2 separate regions of the Triticum aestivum genome follow, and region 1 is linked to region 2. Evidence: chromatin contacts called from public Hi-C data. All regions are on one chromosome and are shown on one strand. The core of a region is the stretch at or near the end of the contact, and the rest is flanking DNA. Distances in the headings are between cores, read along the strand shown.

Region 1 (3,491 bases), core at 571-3,070, 300 kb after region 2:
ACTTATCCTCTTCTTCTCACAAAAGTCTTCCGCATCTCCACCTTCCTCCGGCGATCTCTTGCCCAGCCACGGCGGAGATGGTGCCCAAGCGTGTATTCATGGCCATGTGACATGGGGAAAGAGAAGGCGGTCGCCGTGAAGGAACCGAGGCTTAGGCCGTGCATGTGCCCATGAGACTACAGCGCATATGCGAGGGGGCTGATTCCTTAGGCGTCCATGGCATGAACCTTGGTTTATGCTTCAAGGCATGATTTTCTTGTTAATCCTTTCAAACAGAGTTTGATTTTTTTTTCCTTCTATCGCTATTCGTGCTGATTCAACTTTGCTCTCTTTCGCAGATCTAAAGCAATCATGACGTCGGTATGAACATAAATCGCCCAACTTAAATGAGATTCGCCCTGACGGAGGTAGAACTCCGAGTCCATGGATTAGGATTTGCATGGTGTTTCTGTTTTCCTCTCTATTTTTTATTCGATTGTTTGTTTGTCTGTCTTTCTGTATCTCTGAGTTAATTGTTCTTTTGCAGCTTTGAATTAACTCTTTCCTGATGAACTCCGGCGAGCTCTTTTGCATGAAGCCGACGTGGCCGTGAGGATGTCCGTGAGCCGTGCATCTTCCTCTCGGAATTCCTCTCCTCCTCTGGAAAGTCCTGCCCAACTCCACATAGCTTCCTCCGGTGAGCTCTTGCTCAGCCACGGCCGAGGCGACCGGGATGAAAGTCCCAAGGCATATGCTTGACGTTCATGTGACATGGAGAATGAGAGGCTGTGCCGGACTATGTATGTTGGTTGTCCTCTGCACCTCTTTCTTCTAGTGAATCCCCGGCGAGTCCTGTTCATGCCCGGCGAGGTGGCTGAGATGGTGTCCGAGGCATAGGCCCGTGCATGTGCCTCTGGGACTACGGCGCGCAAGTCACGAGGCTGAATCCTCAAGTGTTCATGGGACGAACCAGAGTTTATGGAGACGGGAGAGGAGGCACGGTGGTCCAAGTTAATAGTAAGATTGTTATACTCCCTCCGTTCCATTCTCTGATTTTCCTTCTATTGTGTAATCCTCAAGTGTCAAGGTGATTTTCCTTCTATTTATGGAGTACTAGATTCGAGCTGATTCAACTTTACCATTTTATCAGATCAACCGTTGGCAAGGCAACTCACGGCTTGAAGAGGCTCGACAGATGCATGATTAGTTCTTGTTCCAAGGTATTTCCTTTACTAATTTCGTAATCTCTTCATCCCGAATTACTTGTCTTGAATTTGTCTAAATACGGATGTATCTAGACACGGTTTAGTGTTAGGTACATCCATGTCTAGACAAATGTACTTCCTCCGTTCCAAAATAGATGACTCAACTTTGTATAAAGTCTTTATACAAAGTTGAGTCATCTATTTTGAAACGGAAGGAGTAAGACATGTAATTTGGGACAGAGGTAAATACTACTCCTTCTGATATAAGAGGGGTTTTGACACTACACTAGCCTAAAAAACACTCTTATATTATGGGGTGGAGGGAGTAGCTTACGTTCTGTATATCTTAGTTAATTCTTCAGTGCAAGTTTTCATTTGTGTCATGCATAACTCTTGTTTCTACTTTCTATTATCTCTGGCGAGGTAATGTGCCTCTTATAAATTTCCTACTGAACGTGAGAAATCCATGTTTTATTGATGAAGGGGATACCATGGGACTATGTTATCCTCTCAACTCTGGCATGCCTTTGTGTTAATGTTTGGCGTCGTGACTGTGAGGTAGGTCGAGGCACTTGTGTCCATGTGCCTCTGGGACTTTGTCGACAAAGTGACCAGGCAACTTCTGACGACAACATAGGCACTTGTGTGTCCATGTGCCTCTTGATCATTTGTGGATTCAAGGTTTTTTTTTTTGGGTTCAATCCTTTGAAACTGACTTGTACTCTTTACTTTTCGGTACATTCGAGCTGATTCAACTTTGCTCTCGTTTGCAGATATTTGCCTTGTCAAGCCAATTCAGGGATATAAGTCTGTTGGCAAAGACGCTCCTTCTGGAAGCCTGCCCGACGAACAACTTGAGGCTGAGTGCAGAGAGGTGCTGCATGTCTCTTATCTGATTCCAGGTATGATCCTTGTCTGATATTTCCCGTTTTTCCGATCATCGTAGAGTGGAGATTTGAGTCAATTGGTCGTTCATTTTCACATATATGAACCGTGGCTAGGCCAACCGGTGCCTGACCATGGATTGATTGAAACACGCGTGGGTGATGTCACAATGTGAATACTGAGGTACACCCCCTCCCATGTAGTTTGCTTATTGGTTCTCATTTGACTGCATGGCCTGCAGTGCACTTTGCTGTCGTATTCTTTATTTATGAGAGGCATAAGATTAGCCTCATCCATTAACTAATAAGGAGTTTTAAAAAGTTTTACACGCGACAAAAACAAAAAGGCTTTCGCCAAGATACAACAAGATTATAGGAGTACCCACACCCCACCAACAAGCACCCCAAGGCAACTAACTAGAAGTGAAACCACACCTCCTTGAGAGACCATCGGCCACCGATGCAACGCATGCCCACACACGCACGCACGCACAAGTCGCCCAAGAGGCCCTCTCGCCCTCTCGCTCTGAGCCATGGATCATCGATCCTGTTTGCAGACAATGAGAGCTGAGAGCGGTGACGAGATGGCACGCGTAAAAGATAGGAAGCCGTCAGGACCGCCCCACTCCAGTGCCAAAGGAGCTTCAAGTTAGAATCTGAGTTTGTTCGCCGATGCCGAGGAGACGCGACCAGAGGGAATCTGAGCTCCATGACAACGCCCCCAAGTGGGTGACGATGGTAAGCACCGCCGCTATTGAGACCAAAGTTATGATCAAGGGTTTTCACGTGGAACCCTGGTGCTAGGAGAGAACCACAAGTCCACAACAATGCCCCCAAGAGGGACAAGACACCCGTAGGCATCGCCGTTGCCATTGTGGGAGCAAGAAGCTTTTGCCCGGAGCCTCACCCGTGTCGCCCTGAGGTACCATGGTCACCATGACCGCTGCCACCGTCAAAGCACCACCAACGTCTGGATTCCCGCCTCCTCGCTCCTCACACATGACCGAGGAACACCGACACCACAATCGTCATGAAGCTCGCTGAAGAGCCAACCAGACAAACTGCCACCCAGGGCCGCCGCTTTGGCATTCACAAATCCGTGCCCTACACCACCACCAGTACTGTCAACGACGACTGTCACAAGATGGCTCCTTGCTGACCAGGGAGTCCACCCAAGCGCGAAAGAGAGGCAACTGCCTTTCTCACATCGCGGCCACCCGCTCCCAAGGCACCACTAGAGGGCCAACAAGCAAGGGAGACTTCCACATTCTAGGCACAACCCCAATGACTCGCCCGCCTCTTGATCGGACCAATGCTGCCCCGCTAGCGGCAACCCACGCCCAATCCTGACGGATATGGATGGAGCCCAAGCTAAGGAGGCGGCCAAGGACCCCCCAGGCACAAGCCAACCACATACCCCTTG
Region 2 (3,382 bases), core at 19-2,518:
CCTGACCAAAAGGCTGGTTGGGAGATCTCTACCCCGACCATCATAACGATCACGGGGACTTGGGCTACGGGCCCTTCCCCTGTAGCCTCTTGGTGGCGGGGATGGACTGTAGCTGTAGCCTCTTCTCATATTGGTCTACAGTAAAACCATAAAGCATTATTACTAAAACAATTCCATGCGCCACAAAATGACCATACTAGCCTATTTGGACATACTTCATAAATCAACAACGTATGCGCAATGAAGATTAAGTAAGGGATAACCTAACCATCAAGCACTAACTTGAAGGGATAATCTATGTTCGAATAGGGAGAAGATTGTAATGATCGCTTTGCGCTCAAAACATCGTTATTTTGTCCATTGTACAAGATGTCATCGCTTCATCATCACATGTTTTCTCATTCAAAATTTAATCATAGTATATAGTTACATTGATGCAAACATTAATTGCTAGAGATGACACTAAAACACAAGTATGTAAGTTTATATAATTACCTTCCTAAAAGTAACTTATATGACTTCACAGGGATAGTTCACTACAGATTTCAGTTATTTTGTCTGATCTTCAAGTATAGAAAAACCAATTGCGAGCACAAGCTATCATCTAAAAGACTAACACTATCAGGCCCGCAGGGTCAAAGGGCGAACATGACTTTTTAAGTATCCACGCAGTTTACCAAACAGTAGGAGATCACAAGAAAGTTTTCTCGAATCAACACAAGGGAATGACAAACAGTTTACAATGAAACAGCGGCTACCCCGACAGCTATTATGCGCATAGATGAACATGAACACTGGCACCCAAAAATTCAGAGCAACGACTACACTATATAACGCTGCTGCGCCGAATTTGCTTCAGAGATCAGACCTATCCAGACGGTCTAACGAACCAACAGATCTGAGACGCGATTACAACCGCAATCCATCATCCACTTACATCTTCTATCATGAGCGGAATCGTCAATCAGGACCGGCAATAATTTTGGAATATAAACTGCTTAAATTTCCTCGGGGATCACACGAAATCCGGGATCAGGAATACATCGCGGTGATTAGGTAAAGTATATCAGACGGATGATCACAGGGAACCAAGCTACCGAGCAAATCGAGCGAAGCTTACCGCGGGCGGGGAGGATCGATCGGGGAGTTGCGCCGCCCGAGGGGAGGAAGGAGAGGAGATCAAGGTTCGCGTGGAGTCCGGAAGCTTCCCGAGTCGACGGGGAGTGGCGCTGCCTTTATCGACTGAGCCGGTGTCGTGCAGACGTTGGATCGGGACACCCGTCCTAACTTGTGCGGTTCGACGGTGATGGATGCAGTGGGCCGGAACCGCTTTGGGTCGTAGTCGATGGGCTTCTCTCTCTCCATTTGTTGTGTTATTTCAGTTTGCAGCCTATTATTGTCGGAAGCAACTAGTTAACGAGTGCTTCTTCGGGAGCCTCGTAACGATCAGCGTCACTTGACGCGCTCTCAGCCATTCGCCACGTGTCGCGCTCTGGACGCTCCTTTCGGATTTTGTTTTTTTTTATTTTTTCGCACGCGTTTTCGGCTTTTTAAACGGTTTTTTCTGGGTTTTTTCGACATTTTGGTTTTCCCCCAGTCTTTCTTAGCTTTTCGATCAAAAAAAATTCGAAAAAAAACTTTTTTACGCGAAAAAACGCGTTTTCTTTTTTTTCCCTTTCGCGAAAGTCACGGTTTTTCTTCCGCAAGAGGCACGGTTGTGCTTTATCGAGAGTCACGGCCGTGCCTTTCGGAAACGAAAAAAGGCGTTTTCTGTTTTTTTTCTTTCGCGAGAGTCACGGTTTTGCTTCCGCGAGAGGCACGGTTGTGCTTTCGCGAGAGTCACGGCCGTGCCTCTCGAAAAGGGAAAAACAAAACGCGTTTTCTGTTTTTTTTTCTTTCGTGAGAGTCACGGTTTTGCTTCCGCGAGAGGCACGGTTGTGCTTACGCGAAAGTCACGGCCGTGCCTCTCGAAAAGGAAAAAATACGCGTTTTTTGTTTTTTTCTTTCGCGAGAGTCACGGTTTTGCTTTCGCGAGAGGCACGGTTGTGCTTTCGCGAGAGTCACGGCCGTGCCTCTCGGAAACGAAAAAAAAAACGCGTTTTCTGTTTTTTTCCTTCCACGAGAGTCACCGTTTTGCTTTCACGAGAGGCACGGTTGTGATTTCGCGAGAGGCACGGACGTGCCTCTTTCGGAAAGGGAAAAAACCATGCTCCCGGTTCGTTTTTTCGTCCGTTTTTTTCGTGAAAAAAAAGTTCGTCAAAACCTATCGACATTGGATCTAGTTTTGAAGATCTCGACGTGAGGAATCCAATGGTGAAAACGGTTCGAGATTTGGACGCACGGTTTAAGAGATAAAACGTTTTGAATAAACGGATCTACGAAAAAAGGGAAAACTCTCATGTTGCGACAAGTGGCGCGCTGCATGGGCGCCACTTGTCGCGACCTGGGAAAGTGGAGTGTTCTTTGCAACGAGTACTCCTTAATTAGTGATTTCGTATTATTTTCTCAAAAAACAAAGTTTGCAGCCTATTATGGTGGGTCGGAGGGAGTACCTTTGATCCATAATAAGTGTCACGATTTTGGACTAACTCCAATTCAAAACTGCGACACTTTTTTTATATCCAATTCAAAACTGCGACACTTTTTTATATATCAATTCAAAACTTTGTCACTTATTTCGGATCGAGGGAGTAGTATTTTTTTAAGGAATTGTTGGAAATAAAGGTCAAAGGAAACGAAACAAAATGATGAAATCATAAAGAAATCGATATAAAAAATGCAAAGAACTCAAGAGTATCAAACATACATATAATGTCGAGTCTCATATGACTTGTCAAAATTCCCCTCAACAACGAAAAAAAAATCCGTGTTCAGAGGGATATAAATTGGTGATTTCCTCCACAAACATTTTTTTGGACAAAATTATACACTGACCTTAATGAAAACATAGAACCGGATCATACACCATTTTTTTCTAGAAAAAGTATATGTTGACCTTGGTTTTTTACACCGAAGCAAAGTTGGTATTTTTGTCCAAAAAATTGCATGCACATAAAATATATATATATATATATATATATATATATATATATATATATATACACGTTGACATATCTAGATCTAGATTGCTTTTTTTTTGCAACAAGAAAAAGTACTCCCTCCATTTCAAAGTTCTAGCTTTGTTATTATAGGTCAAACGTCTCTATATTTGACCAAGTCCACAGGTAAATGTGTTAATACCTAGAACATTGAATCTATTTTACTAAGAAAAACATCAAGTCTATTTTATAACGGAATAAATTTGATGTTTTAACTATTGATATATCTCCCTATCGGTTTGATGAAACTTAAGAAAATAACTCGGTATAAAACTAGAGCTTCA

Evidence for each region. A called contact is a pair of places that touch in the nucleus more often than the background predicts.
Region 1: a Hi-C map of leaf shows a contact between it and region 2, with 5 times the contacts expected there. The contact joins the promoter of LOC123051968 here to the promoter of LOC123051967 in region 2. A contact is called at or near these places in 2 of 5 Hi-C or Micro-C datasets (both in leaf).

The regions. Positions count from the first base shown.
Region 1 is chr2D:105,830,884-105,834,374 of IWGSC CS RefSeq v2.1, forward strand. LOC123051968 (zingipain-2) reads left to right here and starts at 1,821. Exons shown (of 10, transcript XM_044474984.1): 1 at 1,821-1,865; 2 at 1,958-2,086.
Region 2 is chr2D:105,535,253-105,538,634 of IWGSC CS RefSeq v2.1, forward strand. LOC123051967 (serine/arginine-rich SC35-like splicing factor SCL33) reads right to left here and starts at 1,269. Exons shown (of 6, transcript XM_044474983.1): 1 at 1,121-1,269; 2 at 1-135. The coding sequence starts at 129.